Regions from separate parts of the Mus musculus genome. Here all the other regions are linked to region 1. Evidence: chromatin contacts called from public Hi-C data. All regions are on one chromosome and are shown on one strand. Each heading gives the region's core, a stretch centred on a gene start, on an enhancer-like site or on the middle of the called end of the contact. The rest is flanking DNA. Distances are from core to core; before and after follow the strand shown.

The links. Hi-C and Micro-C count contacts between places; a contact is called where the count stands out from the background.
Region 2: a contact with region 1 is called in a Hi-C map of B cells, with 5 read pairs. The contact joins the promoter of Mybl1 here to the promoter of Eloc in region 1. A contact is called at or near these places in 2 of 484 Hi-C or Micro-C datasets (B cells and muscle stem cells).
Region 3: a Hi-C map of muscle stem cells shows a contact between it and region 1, with 3 times the contacts expected there. The contact joins the promoter of Cops5 here to the promoter of Eloc in region 1. A contact is called at or near these places in 2 of 484 Hi-C or Micro-C datasets (CD4 T cells and muscle stem cells).

What each region holds. Positions count from the first base shown.
Region 1 is chr1:16,655,256-16,658,462 of GRCm38.p6, forward strand. Eloc (elongin C) reads right to left here and starts at 1,610. Exons shown (of 4, transcript NM_026456.4): 1 at 1,567-1,610. It overlaps D030040B21Rik (RIKEN cDNA D030040B21 gene), which reads left to right and starts at 2,297. Exons shown (of 4, transcript NR_037998.1): 1 at 2,297-3,207.
Region 2 is chr1:9,698,505-9,701,711 of GRCm38.p6, forward strand. Mybl1 (myeloblastosis oncogene-like 1) reads right to left here and starts at 1,705. Exons shown (of 15, transcript NM_001290397.1): 1 at 1,431-1,705. The coding sequence starts at 1,450.
Region 3 is chr1:10,036,511-10,039,717 of GRCm38.p6, forward strand. It overlaps Cops5 (COP9 signalosome subunit 5), which reads right to left and starts at 1,649. Exons shown (of 8, transcript NM_013715.2): 1 at 1,160-1,649. The coding sequence starts at 1,302. Cspp1 (centrosome and spindle pole associated protein 1) reads left to right here and starts at 1,708. Exons shown (of 30, transcript NM_026493.3): 1 at 1,708-1,834.

The sequences.
Region 1 (3,207 bases), core at 360-2,859:
ATCTTTCCCTGAAGCAATAAGACGAAGATCTGCGCAATTTCTTAAGAACTTAGTATACAGAGAAGTAAACTATCACCTTGCTTCTATACCATTGCCTATGTACACTGCAGCATTCCTATCTTATCTAGCAATGAAGCAGATTTTCTCCATTTGAAATAGATACCATCTGGGTGTGGTGATCTACTCCTTCAATCCCAGTGCTTGGAAGCCAGAGGCATACGGGCCATGCAAGTATACATGGTCGAGTTTCAGGCTAGCAAGGGCTACAAGTCTCAAAAAAGAAATGGATTTTTTTAAAAAATAGCATTATGAGGTAATAAACCAACATTTCTTGTGTGTGTGTGTGTGATGCTGGAGAACCAGCCCAGGGTCTCTGGACATTAGGCAAACATGCTACATCAAATTACCGACCCAGTCTGGTAATTAGAGAAATATCATATGAAGGATGAGAAGCCATTTATAAATTAAATAGGGGGATGAAGATATGGAGTAGTGGCACACAAGAGTGCGGACTCAGTGTAGTTGAGGTCCAAGGTTAATCCAAGCAAGTTGAAAAGATAAGAGCCAGCATGGCGGCTACACCTTTAAAACTAACAACTGGGAGATAGGCCTGGTGGGCCACACATTTAGACCAGACGAGTTACTGAGTACAACTTCCATGTCATCCAAGAGTACTCAAAAAATTGATAAATAGAAATATAGAAACCCCAAATTACTATAAATTAACAAACATCCATGATATAAAACCACAACAGTTTACTCATCACTGAAGATTAAATCCACTTGTGAACTTCGACGGCTTAATAACACATAATATAAACGAGATCAAGTATTTACCATCTTAGACCACTTAACAGAAAATAAAATTCAATTTGGGACTAAGAAGCAGATCTGGTAGTATGGACCAAGTTGTAAAACTATTTCAATTGCTTTCTACACTAGAAAGTGCAGAGTAGGCATGCTTGCACTAAATGACAAAACTTTCATGCTCACAAAACTGAAGAGTTCCTTAAGGGAAACTAAATAAATGGGCACTGTACCTGGCACTAGATAACTCCTTTCAGGCAAAAATGAGAGGTAGATAGATGCACAAATGAGCCAATGTACCCAGCCAGGCAGAAATTACCCAAGTTGTCCAGAAGGTAAACTTTCTTTCAGGGTCCTATAGCTTAAAGCGGCGAGGGCTCTCTCCTGGGTCTAGCGACTGATTTTAACAGTAAAACAAATACAAGCGCACATGAGGTAGGCAAAACGGAAAAGCGATCCGGCTGCCATGCTCTTAACTCCACCCTCCCCGCGCTCAGCCTGGAGGAGGCCCAGCCAGCCCGCACCTCCTGTCCTCTCCCCTTTCCAGACCCACCGAGCTGAGCTAGTTAAGGTCCCGCCAAACTCCTCTCCCCTCCCCCAAGCCAGGAGCTGGGGAGGCCGGAGAGACTCAGAGCTTCCGTTCCTTCCCCGCCCAGACGGGAAGGGGTGAGCAGAGGGATAACTAAAGCATCCAGTCCCAGCCGCACTAACTCTCCTAGCGAAATCAGATCCCGATTCCCACCATAGCCCGACACTCACTAGCCAGTCCCGCAGCTACCGCAGCCGTAACCCCACGTACCGCCACAGCCCCTATTCAGGGCCGCCCCCCTCCCACCCCCAGCGGCCTACCCCTGTGGGTTCCGGGGCACAGAAAGGAATTACTTCCGTCGCGTCACAGCCGCTTTCTGTAACGCGCGGGAGACTGGTACCTGGCAAGGCCGAGACGCGATCTGCCGGTAACTTGCGTCTGGAGGAAGTGCGTTGTGGGCAGTAAAACAGGCCCATTTAAGAGACATCGCTACCAAATCCCAACCAATGAGATGCTAGGACTTCTTGGTTCCCAGAATGCAGCGCCATCCGGATCCAATTTCTGCCGAGAAAAGCTGAGCCGGCGAGGCAGCAGTGCATTCTGGGATATGTAGTTTCTTACAAGGTTTCGGCTAGTGTTTGGTCCGAAGTGACACTGCATCTTGGGACTTGTGGTTTTCTGTGTAGCGCTGAAATTTTTGATGTCTTTAAAGCTTGTCTCAACCTCTTTGTTTAAAGTAATACACATCAACGGGCATCTTAACAAGCTCCCAATGTGTTTGCCTCATTTCCTCTCTTCCCGATATAGGTCAGTGTTTACTGAAATATGCCACGCCCACCCGTCCAGTTCTCGCTGCCTATCACCATTACTTAAATCAGGGCCCATTATTTCTGCTCCTCACCTCCCCAGTTCCACGCCCCCCTCAACCAAACCTTTTCATTGGCTTTTCCGTGGTTACCTAGGCACCTTTCCTAGAAAGCTGAAAAGCAGCTCAGTTAAGTTTCCTCTCTGCTGTTTTCATGGAGTGGGCTTGAAAACCTAGATTCAAGATACTCAGTTAATCAGTCGCAGCTGTGTAATAGTATCCCACAAAAGGAAGTATAGTATGTATGTGCTATTTGGAATTTCTGAAACTTCTCAAAGGGTTTTGTTTTTGAATTTTTGAGACAGGGTATTTCAGTGTTACCCTGGAACTACGAGTCCCAGACTAGCTATGTATTTGGGGACAATTCTATCTCCTTCCTTAGCCATCAGGCACAGTAATTTCCCTATGTAATCCTTGGCTGCCCTCCAACTCCAATTTATAATTCTGTTTCAGCCTCAAAGTGTTGAAACGACAGGTGTTGCCTACCATGGGTTGCTCTGAAAGTGTTTGTCTGTTTGTTTGTGTTTGTGTTTTTGCTTTATTTGATTTGGCAGCTATGTATGCTTTTATGGAATTGAAAGCAAAAATATAGCTGCGGCCTTGAATTAATTTTCAAAGGCTTTGGAGAAATAATGAAAGTGTTTTGGTTGTATCCATAATTCAAAGTAGTTTCATAGTAAAAGAGGCATTTGGTAGCAGAAGATAAAACTAAAGAAAAAAATATGAAAAAACTAAGTGAGACCTGAGTCTCCCTTTAGGCAGTAAGGGTGGGCCCGACTTCCATCGTATATCTTGACTAAAGAACCAAGGATAGGTTCATGCGGCTGGCTCAGGATTCCGTTGGTTTGTTTTAAGATTTATTTGTTTGCTTTTTAAATTTTATTTGTTTTTTTTTCTTTTTCTTTTCTTTTTTTTTTGTTTCTGTTTTTTGTTTTGTTTTGTTTTTGTTTTTGTTTTTTTGAGGCAGGGTTTCTCTGTATAGCCCTGGCTATCCTGGAACTCACTC
Region 2 (3,207 bases), core at 455-2,954, 7.0 Mb before region 1:
ATATTGTCTCAATTAACTTACACATCATTTAAAAGCATTGTTAGACTTCAAAACTCAAAAAGCCTAAAGCAGTACTCCAGCAATCTTATCTTTAAATCTGCATCTTTTATGAAGATGGGAATGTTATGTCTTTGAAGTTGTAGATCAGCAGTTCTTACCTGCATGGTCCAGATTCCATCCCCCCAGAGATATGTGGCACCATCTGTAAACAGTTTTGGTTGTCCTGACTGTAGGAAAAAGGGCTACTGTCTTCTACTGAGTAAAGGTAAAGGTGCTGCTAAAAACCCCTACAACTACCTCATCCAAAATGATAAAAGACCAAGGTAGTGTGCCTGTGGGTGTATGCGTATATGCACACTTGTTCCACTTCAATGTTCAATCTATTCTGCAGCCACTTTATATAAAGTAATTATGTCATAATTAAATTTATGTTGATATCTGCAGAACCAACCTACATATAGAAGAATATATGAATAAAGCCAAGTATTTTATGCGTAGTTATTTTAAATCAAACTCTGCAATGAATGACTCTCAGTACTAAATTTCAGCTCAGGGAATATGACTCTTAGATTTTGAAGCTGTGTATCTAGATAAATGGAAATTCTGAGAAATACTTTTCAGGTTTCCTTAATACTGAAAATCGAGACACTAGATTTTTTTGTCATCTGATTATGCCACACAATTTAGGAGTAGCTATTACAATAGCATAAAATAAAAGTTAGGTGCATAAAGACATCCTAGCACATCTTTCTACAACAACAACATTGTGTCCTACTTGTTACAATGCCGATACAATCAGAATCAAACATGAATACTTGAGATACAAAGTAACTAAGACACATTGGTTTAGGATCAAGTTTACTCGATAGTAACAACGTAACAATGTCCTCAGAAGATACTAAGAAAAAGAAAAGCTCAGAAGAGCAGTGCGCACAAGGGAGATTTAGCGAATTCCCTTCTCAAGATTTCCCAGAACCGTGCCCGCCCAGGTTTGTCAAGGAGATCTGTTTTGATTTGGCACGATTAAGTCAGAGGAGAGAACCCCATTTCAAGTCATCCAGGCAAACACAACCGCTTCCCCTGGCGTGGCGTATCCCCTGACAGTGGGCAAACTTACCTGGCAAGAAACCTCCCTGAAAGTGGCTGTGAGAAGTTAGAAGTCTGGGCGTGAGCTGTGGGAGAATCCGTCAATGCAGCAACCTGAGCATTTGTTAGAGAGAGTCCTACACACAGTCGTCTAATAATGATGGAGTCTAATAATGATAGATGCTCTCAGGCCAGCGCGGCCGAAGCGGGTGTGGGACACCCACCGAACAGGAAAACCTATGCCCCCCAGGCTCGAGAGGGCCTAAGTGGGGACCAGCAGGAAAGGACAGAGAGCAAGAGTCGAGACAGGGCCGCTAGGCCGGGTCCGAGGGGATGGCACCCACCTGCGCGACCTCTTCGCCATCCTTCAAGTACCGCATAGGCGCGGGCTGGGCGGGGACGCGGGGTCAGCCTCCTCCAGCCTGGGGCCAATGCTCCCTCTCCGAGACCCACCCGCCGCTTCCCCAACTCCTTCCCTCAGGTGACCGAGAGCGGAAAGCAGGCCCGGTCAGGTCAGGGCCAGGCGGGACTGAGGGACAGAGGGGCGGACCAAGACCCACTGCTCCTAGCCGCGGCCGGGCCCGGCCAGGGATGCCCTGGACATGTCAGGAGGCGTGCTCCCGCCCGCCGCCGCCCCGCCCGCCGCCGCCGCCTCCGCCTCAGAGCTGCCGGCCCTGCGCCGCTCCGTCACGGGCGCCGACCCCCGCCCTCTCCCCGCAGCGAGCAGCACTGCAGCACTCGCAGCCTCCTGCAGGGTTTTGTCCGCACCGCCGAATCTCGCGCCCAGCCTCCCTCAAGAGCCGCCGTTTGAATCTGCGCACGCGGCCCCGAACCTCATTGGCTGGGGCGGCCGCGCGCAGGGGGGCGGGGGCGGGGCGGCGAGGGCGCGCGCGGCAGAGGGCGGGGCCGGCGGGGCTAGAAGCCAGGATTGGAACTCGCGGGAGTCCCGGAGCGCCGTGGAGCCGGGGGAGGGGCGGGGCGGGATGGGGGAGGCGCGAGGCCGGTTCACGGGCCGAGGTGACAGGACACGGAACGCGGGGTGAGCCACCCAGTGGGGCGCGGAGATTGCTGGGAAGGCGAGTTTCTGCGCCCCGGGTGTGTGCCGGAAGAGGCGCCGGGGCCGATCCAGCCGCCGCCACCTCCGGAGGGGTGCGGAGCGTGCCTCTGGGGCGGGGACAGTCGGGGTCCTGGGCAGGGGAGGACCTCGCGGGCGCTAGTTCGCGCTGTGAGTCTCGCCACTTAAGGGCGCGGTCATCTACTTAACCTTCTAGCCAGGAAACTTGCGCGGCCGTTATTTTCTTAAGCATGTGTGAGTTAGTTCTGCGCCGAAAGGACAAGGAAACTGGCCAAGACCCTGTTGTTGTGTCTTTTGTTTTCCCCAGAGATGAATAAAAGTGTGATAAGTGGGGAGTTGTTATCTCGAGGCTTGCGTGGAACGGGAAAAGGTTGATAGTGCTCCAGAAGCTCAACCTCGTACTCCGTCTACAAAGGGGGCGGGATGCTCTTCGCGGGGAACCCAGAGTCCCGGAGGTGCGCCTGAAAGCTGGAGTAACTGAAATCTTGCATAGGGGAAGGGGCCTCTTACAGTTGCAACTTCTCAACAGTTACACGGTTAAAGAAGCATACAAGGAGATTATTAACTACAGTAGCGATTAGACACGGCGAAGAGCCCAAATTTGCAAGACACCATGCTCTACTGCATAGAGTGATGAACCACAGATCAATGTTGTTACAAACTGACATTTTTTGCTATTTTGAAACTGTACGCATCGTCTTTTGCAAATCAGAGATACAGGTGCAAATACAAATCAAGATGAGCTTGCAATTCAAAACAACCAGGTAGATACACACTCGCTTTTAAAAAAAAAATAACTTCCTTTTTCTCAAGATATATTTTGGGAAGGAAAAGCACTTTTAAATTATTTTCTGAGTTCCATAGTAGCTTCTAAAGAGAGAGACTAATTTAGAAATTAATATTTTTGAGACAAGGTGTTGTTATGTACCCCAGGCTGATCTTGAACTCAGTATAGAGCCCAGACTTTCTTCATGATCTACCTTAGCTTCACCAGGGCTACATGATGGAATGCTCCTCCTAGTCTTCAAATGTCATTTGGAAGCATA
Region 3 (3,207 bases), core at 399-2,898, 6.6 Mb before region 1:
AAAGTTACTGAGACCATCTTGGAAATCAAGATATAAATTAAAAAACTGGCTTTTCCATCTACTTGGGAAAAAGATAAAAACAACCATTACTATGCTCTCATTACATATGGCTCATCCAGAACTTCTTAATAAATTACCTTATCTCATCTTCATGACATCATTAATAGCTACGTTTAACCTTTATCTTATAGATAAGTTTAGATACTTTAGTTTCCTAATGCCAGTCAACAGTCTAAATGACAGTTATTGAGACCTGATTTTCAGTCTATTGAACCTAAGCTCATTGCTATAGTATGACCATGAGGTGTGTTTCTGAATGTATTTGCTTATTTTTCTATTTACAGAAAGGGAAAGAATCCTGGATTGTCAAGATTATTAAAAGACACGAAAATCTTCAGGCCAGTGCCAGGCCCACAGTAAGAACTCAATAAACACTGAAAACAGAGTACTGACGGTTAAAGCCAGCTGTGCCATCAGAACAAAACACCTGGAGACAGCAAGACAGTCTACTCAGCAACCTTTTGTAATTTTTTTCTTCACTCTCCTTAATACAATTTGCTCTAAAGAATCATTTGACTTGTCGTCAATCCCAAAGATACATGGATTTGGCTGGGGAAAATGCTTCTAAGCTCTCTCTTATAATTCCTGGTTTACATGAATTGTAGTAGTATTGTAGGGAACTGCTAAGAGGATTTGGTATGTGTCTAAAGAGCTGAAAAAAAACCAAACCAATCAATCCAAGAGCTCATGGATTTTTTTTTTTTTTTTAAATCAATGCTCTGCTCATTCGATTTATAAAAACAGCCACGCTCTTCAGTTTGGGAATCTACTGAAGGCTGCAACTAACTGCATGTAGCCACCAGGTTCAAGGCAGAGTGTGTGAGATTTACAAAAATAATCATGTTGACAAAAGTCGCACCCCAAGTCAGCCCTTTACACGCCCTGAAGGCAAGAAACTTTCTAAAAGGGGAATCGAAGCAGGCCCTAGAGGACAGGTAAGGCTCTACTGACAAGGCAGACTAAGGCCACTGTGGCCAATATTCGGTCGACGCCCCACAGAAAGCCAAGCTCACCACACCCTTCATCTCCCACCCCTCGCGGGTCTCTCACAGTCCCGCCATCCCTGCCCTCCCCTGCGTCTCGCCAGGGACCTCCTCACTCCTTAGTCCAGGGTTTCGCCGCCAGGATTTCTTGTTGTTGTTTTTTGTCATATTTGTAGATTTCATCGATACTCTGCGCTTCCTGCATGTTGTTGGCCAATTCCCAGGTTTTCTGGGCCATACCACTCCCGGAAGCTGCCATGGCCGAGGCACCGGAGAAGCTGTCGCTCCACAATCAAGATGCAACTTTCTTCTACTGGGCCTCAGCGTGCGGGCTTTGGACCTTCCCCACCAGGGTGCACACTCACTAGACTCTCAAGGCAGCCATGACACTTGAGACCGGAGGTGACGTTGGTCCAGACCATTCGCGCGCTGGGGCGCGGCGGCGGCGCAGCGACATAGAAAACACTTCCTTAGGGTTGGCTCGGCTCGGCTCGGCTAAGATCAGTCTTGCCGGTGAAACGAGAACATGCTGGCTCGGAAATCCGTTCGTGTGAACTGCGAGGGACGCAAAGCCTCGGTGTGGGAATGGTACAGCCTTTCGCGCCGGAAGGCGGGACTATTGGCCTGCCAGGAAGGAGTCGGCCGGCTCGGCTCGTACTGCGCAGACTCAGATGCCACCATATTGTGTGTAGGAGGAAACTTGAGTTTGGGGAATTATGTTTATGTGAGTGTAGGTGCTTCAAACGAAATAAATTGTTTGGAATACTAAATATCTCTAGAGAAACAGAGGTGTAAGTATCTCCGGATTATTGGTTTTGGAGGGGGAAGATCGCGTGACTCTTTTAAGATAATTTGCGGTGTGTTAAGCCTCCGGGGTTTGTGGTTGGCGTTCCGCTTTTGTGTTTTCGCTACTGTTGCGAGGTGGCAAGCAAAAGTTACCGGTTGCTAAGATTAACTTTTTTAGGGACTTTATAGGGTAACATTTTATACAAGTGTTAGGAGCGGTGAATGCCTTAGGCGCTACTTTTTAAAAAAGGTTTGTCTCAGTGCAGATTTAATCTCCGCAACCTGTGCCTTCCAGCAGTTAATGTGAAATTTGTTTCAGTCGTATTTTTAGGTTTTCTTCCCTCACATTCTCATCCCCAATTGCCCACTAGACTGTAAGTTGAAGGCATGCATGAAATTTGTGTTTTATTTAATTCTAATATATTTAATTTTTTTCGTAACACGGTTCTTAAAGACTTCTCCAGCTTCATCATCTTCTTTTAGCTCCCCCAACCCAGTTTTTCATTCTATTAGAACTTTTTTCCTTGGCTTAGTAATATATTAGTTGTTAGGCATTGCTTGAAATGCACTTCTTGACATTTCTGCTTTAGAGCACACAGATTTTAAAAAGCACAGCTCGGAGATGCCTTTCCTTAACTCTTCGTCAGTAACTGCTCCTTCACAGGAATTCGAAGGCTCTGTAGCTGCTTCACCTGGACCCCGGGGTTTTTGCAGTTCTGGAACTATGTAGTCCAGGCTGGCCTCAAACTCGAGAGCTGCCTGCTTGAGTGCTGGGATTCAAGGCGTGCACCACTACTGCCCGTCTGTATCCTCTTCTAATGCAGGTGCTTTTGCCTGGGCTGCAGGAGACCCTGTTTCAAAAAGTCAAGGAGCTGGGCAAACAAAACAGAGCAAGGACATTGCAACATTCTTCTAATTCCAGTACTTGGGAGGTGGAGAATGGAGAATCAAGAGTTCCAACCCCGCTTTCTCCCTGGACTATTGGAGACAAAATAACGAAACCAAAAATAAAAATAGAATCTTCTTAAAGTATAACTTCGGGCACACTAGGGACATTAGAGTACATTAGTATCTTAAGTTCTTTCTGAGAAGCTTGTGTAAGCTTGTTCCAGTGGTCACAATACACAGCCACTCGAAACATACAGAATAACATGTTGAAATGGTAATGAAAGCCCAGGACAGAGAGTTGACCAGACTGCTGGTGCGGACATTCCTTCTCTCACATCCACACTTCGTGACTGGAGACCGTCCTGGGCTTGGATGGCTGGGATTTAGCCTGGGAGTGGTCACATTTCAGGAATCCCTGGGCGCAGCAGCGGGTGCACCGGGTGGCCTCCGGGGCTGCAGGGGGCGCCCTCGGCCGCGCGGCCTCCGCCAG